Linked DNA regions of Mus musculus: region 2 is linked to region 1. The links are chromatin contacts, called in public HiChIP or PLAC-seq maps. All regions are on one chromosome and are shown on one strand. The core of a region is the stretch at or near the end of the contact, and the rest is flanking DNA. Distances in the headings are between cores, read along the strand shown.

What was found. HiChIP or PLAC-seq counts read pairs in DNA pulled down with a chosen protein or histone mark.
Region 2: an H3K27ac HiChIP or PLAC-seq map of T-cell acute lymphoblastic leukemia shows a contact between it and region 1, with 5 times the contacts expected there. The contact joins the promoter of Rpf2 here to the enhancer-like site in region 1. A contact is called at or near these places in 2 of 39 promoter capture datasets (embryonic stem cells and hippocampal neurons) and 4 of 115 datasets of contacts at active chromatin or transcription factors (T-cell acute lymphoblastic leukemia, double positive thymocytes, epiblast stem cells and 1 more).

What each region holds. Positions count from the first base shown.
Region 1 is chr10:39,191,604-39,194,303 of GRCm38.p6, forward strand. No RefSeq gene overlaps it. Among named protein-coding and RNA genes, the nearest start is that of Ccn6, 29 kb to the left of the region's middle. Within about 2 kb of position 1,283, at least 73 of the 459 cell types and tissues checked have an H3K27ac peak or open chromatin away from gene starts, as enhancers often do. A contact at or near this core is called in T-cell acute lymphoblastic leukemia and double positive thymocytes, where this site is marked.
Region 2 is chr10:40,245,590-40,248,289 of GRCm38.p6, forward strand. Rpf2 (ribosome production factor 2 homolog) reads right to left here and starts at 1,450. Exons shown (of 10, transcript NM_023323.3): 1 at 1,364-1,450. The coding sequence starts at 1,386. Gtf3c6 (general transcription factor IIIC, polypeptide 6, alpha) reads right to left here. Exons shown (of 6, transcript NM_026113.5): 6 at 2,112-2,700.

The DNA of each region.
Region 1 (2,700 bases), core at 33-2,532:
ATTTAATCTAGGCCTAGAATGTTTTCAGTCTTTGAGACTTACTGCTAAATAAACTCACCTTCCCTCTTTTGTTCTCTCTGAACTCTGGCTGATTTGACTCAGCTGCTCTGGTGAGAACTCCTCTCCCACCTGACTTATTCAATCTGGTTTTTCTCTCAGCCTCTGAATTGTTCTGCTTGGCCTCAACTAACTCTCACAATCTCTTCTAATCTTCTGGCTCCTTCTCATTCTCTTGCTTGTTCTGTCTGCCTGTGTCTAGCTTGTTCTCTCTTCCATCTGTCTCTGTAAAACTCTCCTGGTAAAACTGCCTCCTTCTCCTTCTCTGTGCTGCTCCACTCTCCCTCTCAACTCAATTGTCCTCCTCTCCAGGAACTCTACTGTATCCTGTATTGTACTCTCTTCTTCCTATGCTGTCTGTCTCTTCCTTGAGTAGTTTTCCTTTCCTCTCCTCAGGAGAGTTGGACATATCCTATTCTGTCAGATCTTTCTCTGATTTTTGTCACTTTGTCTGCTACTCAATTAGACATCACTTTCAAACATGGCTGCTTCCGTCTACAAAATAACTTTACCTTCATTGTTTGGGATTAAAGGTGAGTACCAATGTTGTGTCTGTATTCTGGCCAGAGGGAATAAAGAGGTGTGCTTAAGGCGAGTCACACCCTAACTAGAAACAGGTTCAATTATACTGTAACAAGCCAAACTGATGTAGATAATCCCCTGCTCAGTCTCTTCTCTGGTGATTCTAAATTGTGACAAGTTGATAATAGAACTAATTATCATACTTTGTTAGTTTTGAGACAGGCTCTCAGGTAGCTCAGGCTGGCCTTGTACTTCCTATGTAATTGGGATGACCTTGAACTCCTGATCCTTCCTATACCGGGATCTGAGGTATGTGATACCACACCAGGTTTTATTTGGTGCTAGGGATCAAGCCCAGGACTTCCTTCGTACATGCTAGGCAAGTATTTTACCACCTAAGCTTAATTTTCTGTCCATACTGTGTCCTTCTAGTAGGAATACTCTTAGGTATCAAATATCTTGACTCAAAATGAGAGGCCATTTTGAATTGATCCATTTTTGAGGAATGCTACCTAGGGGATATGTTCCTCTCTACAGTCCTGAAAGAGACTCCAGCTCACATCTACCTTCTAAACATCAGAGGCAATAACTCTCATACTCAGGAGGCCAACTATAGAATGTTATCATCGGTAATCACTTATCACTGTAGACTTCAGTACAATCAACTGCTTTTGCAAGCCTTTGGCTGTGAGCGCCTGAGCACAACAGGATGTGGTTAGGCGGTTGAAGCTCAGAGATCTGAAGAGCCCTATTGGGCAAGACAGAAGAAGGTATCTGAAAATCCCCACCTATAATATGCAAGTTTTGCTGACAGTGTTAGGAAATTCAGTTTCATTAAATATATATTTAGTTAATGCCTACCATGTACAATACATTGTGCTTCATGCATAAGGGACAATGGTTGCTTGCAGTGAGGGTGCAGTACTCTACAGGCTTAGACTGAAATAAACCCAATCTAAGCTCCACTCTGGAAGGACTTTGGTTTTCCCACTCTGACAATTGAATAGATTTGAGTTATTATCTAGGGTTCACTTCTGTCAGGCCACCTGAAGGAGTACCTAGGAGGGTTCTTAAACAAAGCATTTGCTATGAAAAGACTGAAGCAAATGATATACCAGAAAGAACTGTGTCCATTGGCACACAGCTCACATAGATGTCTCCAAGCACACAATTCTAAAAGACATGAATTGGGTTCTGAGGAATGATTCCACCTCCTTGTCATTTGGGCACTAGTGGAAACCCATGTAAAGACGAGGTCTGAGTTCAGAGGCTGGGAATTGGCAATATCTCCCAAGGTGCTAGTTGCGACTCTTTTTTTTCTCTCTGGGCTGAGAAGCTGCATCTCATTCTCTCTGCATTTTTCAGCAGTAAGAGCAGCTGTGGATGCATTTCTTGCACAAGTGCCCTGAGCTACCTGTGCTTTTATTAAAAAGACGGGAGGAAAGAATGTGATGAAAGAAGCCACTTCCCACACCCGGTGCTTGATATAAAGGCAGATCCTGCTTTTGAAAGATCCTGGCAGAATGTAAAAGGACACAGAAGCCCTGAAATTGGCAAGATAGACGTCAGTGTTAGCAGAACTAGCTTCGCTGATTTAGAAAAATAGAGGTGCACAATGATCTGGCCACTCCTTGAACCTGTGTGTCTGCCAATGTTCTGACCAGGTGTGTGCCCATTGCTGCACCTTCATTAGACTCTTTCCTTGTACCCCTCCCATACCCATTTCTTGAAAATAGACATTGTTTAGATCTGGAAATCCCCTAATCTCCCCCTTCTCCTTTCCCCCCTGAGGGCCTATAAAAACTGGGAATTCTTTCCCCTCGACTCCTCTACCCCTGCGTGGGATATGAGTCGTCCCCAGAGCTCTGGCTTTCCCGAATAAAGCCTCATGTGGTTTGCAACAAGCTCGGTCTGTCAGGTCTGTCGTGAGTTCTTGGGTGTCCACTATTGTCCTGAGGCCTGAGCGAGGGGCTCCTCTTGGAGTCTTTCACTTTGAGCAGAATCAGACTCTAAGTATTCCCATGTAAACTGTTCAATGTTCTGTGGCTTGTTTTCTATCATAGCCTCTGATGCTAGCCCTGACACAGTCAAGCTGGGCAGAAAGCAGGAAATCATCAGGTA
Region 2 (2,700 bases), core at 200-2,699, 1.1 Mb after region 1:
GCAGGGTATGGGGGACTTTTGGGATAGCACTGGAAATGTAAAGAAAATACCTAATTTAAAAAAAAAGAATGTAAAAAAAAAGAATTCAACTTTGCTTCTGATTTGCTGCAGTAAACATGATACTTTTCACAGTTTTCTATGAACAAAATTTCTCCTCTCTCAAATAAAAATAACCCTCCATTTCCCAGTCTTGGGACAGGTAGGGAAAGAAGAAAGAGAGAAAAAAAAGAAGGGAGGAGGGACAAAAAGAGAGCGAGAGAAAGAGAGAGAGAAAGAAAAGGGGAGGTAGGGAGGGGAGGAAGGAAAGGAAGGAGAAAGGGAGAGGAAAGAAAGAAAAAAATAAAAGAAAACCCAAAATATGCATACACCTTAATTTCCCACATAGAATTTAAAAATTCTCCTCCAATGAAATGTCATGTATAAAACCAAGTTAGGCTGAGCAGTAGTGACACATGCCTTTAATCCCAGCACTTGGGAGGCAAAGGCAGGCAGATTTCTGAGTTCAAGGCCAGCCTGGTCTACAGAGTGAGTTCCAGGATAGCCAGGGCTATACAGAGAAACCCCGTCTCGAAAAAACAAACAAACAAAAAAAAAAAAAACCCAAGTTAGTCATTTAATAGTCAGTCAAAGATGTACACATTTTATTGAGTTAAATCAAGGCACACACTGTTTTTATACACTTTACAGCCCGTGTCTTTATGCAATTTGACTAACCAGTTATCAATATAAATAGCACCTTACTAGTTAGTCATAGTAGGTGCACAAAATTCATTAATGACTAAAAAGAAACTGTCGTCTACACTACATATTTACTTAAGTAGCAGAAAACTGTAAGAACCAATGCAATAGCATTTGGGAACTCAATAAGTATTTTTTGAACAAACGTAACCATCACTCAGGGAAATGCAGAAGTGTACAAGGTTGGAAGGAAAAGAAAAATTCCCATTTTGTACCTGTTGTGGCAAACACTGCTCTCTACAGTTCTATGACACACGGCTGTTGTGACAGCTATTTTTTACAGGGTAAACTGATTTAGGGCTGTTCAAATGCCCAGAGTGACAAAACTTTGAGTCCAGTTTGTCGCCTGGTTCTTGTCAGATTCCGAGGCCACCACCATTCTCACAGCTCAGAATCTATCAGCGGCGAGGTCATAAGCCGATCACAGCGTCCGCCCTCGCTCCAGTCCACCGCCCGCGGTCTGCCACCACGGCTTCCCCAGCGGCGATTCGGGACGGAGAATCGGCCGAGCCGACTCCTTCCCAGGGACCACTAGCAAAGCACGACCGGAAAGAGCGACAGCGGGAAGACCGCGTCGGAGGTCACGGGAGACTCGCCCCCACGCCATCGCGCCCCACACACTTACAGAACTTTGTCCAAAGCATCCATAGCTGCAAGATCCCTTAGCGAATGCACGTGTACCGATTACTTCCGGGAAGCCGCCGCGAGCGCCGGAAGAGACGGTGCCGGAAGTGCGAAATACCACTTCAATGGACAGCCCGGCTGTCCGCGCTGGCGGCCATTTTGGGAAGGCATGGCGTTCCGTCTCCCTTGGTTACGGAACGTTGTTTGATTGTTCTCCGGAAAGTAAACGACTTAGTCGAGGATTTGGGAGGCAAGTGTTCCTTTTCAGGGAAATAACCAGAATGCTAGAAAGGTTGGAGGTACGGTACTCAGTTACCAAAAGTACTGCTATGAAAAGGACGCCATTAACTGGGAGAGCAGTTGAAGCAGCTTGATTAACCCCTCGCCTTCTACATGAAAGATACACGAAGAATACTGCTCATCGTGACTTTCTCTCAAGTCTCAGTCATATAACTTGCATATAGTTATATAAAATACACCTGGTAATGTGTACAATTCATTGGTTTGGGTGCCTTCACAAAGCCACTGAAGCCAGCACAGCCGTGAAGGCAGTAACACCAGCATTGGGGGAGGAGAGGGCAGAATTGAAAATTAAAAATTCAACCTCCACTCCACAATGAGGTGCACGCGCACACACACACACATCAAAGAACTCAGCATTGGGCTGCAGTCCTGGCATCTCAGTACTTTAGAAAGGAAGGCTGGAAGATCAGGCTGTGTAGGGATTTAGATGCAACCATCAACTATTATCTCATGCAATATACTTTTATTACTTCAAAGAGCTCACATACCCATCCACGAGTGGCACGGTGTTGCCTGGAATTGCCTAGTCTGCTGTACATAGTATGAATTGAATCTCATAGTGTGCAGTCTTGGGTCTGACTTTATTAAATTTTGAGTTTTGTTTTGAGACAGGGTTTCTCTACATCACTTTCTCTGGCCTGTAACTTGCTATATAGATCACCGGGATCTTGAATTCTGTGTTGTTTCTGCCACTTGAGTGACAAAAATTACAGTCATTTGCCACCACAAGTGACCTAATTTACCATTGCAAGGTCTGTGCATTTGTGTGCTCTGTTTTGGGGTGAGGATCTTGAAATGCAGCCAGTGCTGGCATAGAGCTGTTGACCGTGCTGGTGTAGAACCTGAGATGCTGCCTTTCCCTATGGACCACTGGAACTAAATGCATAGCCTACCAAGATTAAAGGCATGTCCTGCCATTCCAGGAAATCCATCTTTTTGCATATTGGGATGGATAATGGCAAGTTAGGAAGGTGGCTTCTAAATAGCTTTAAAGGCCTGGCTGGAGCTACCTGGGCAGTCTCAGTGGTATAGCAC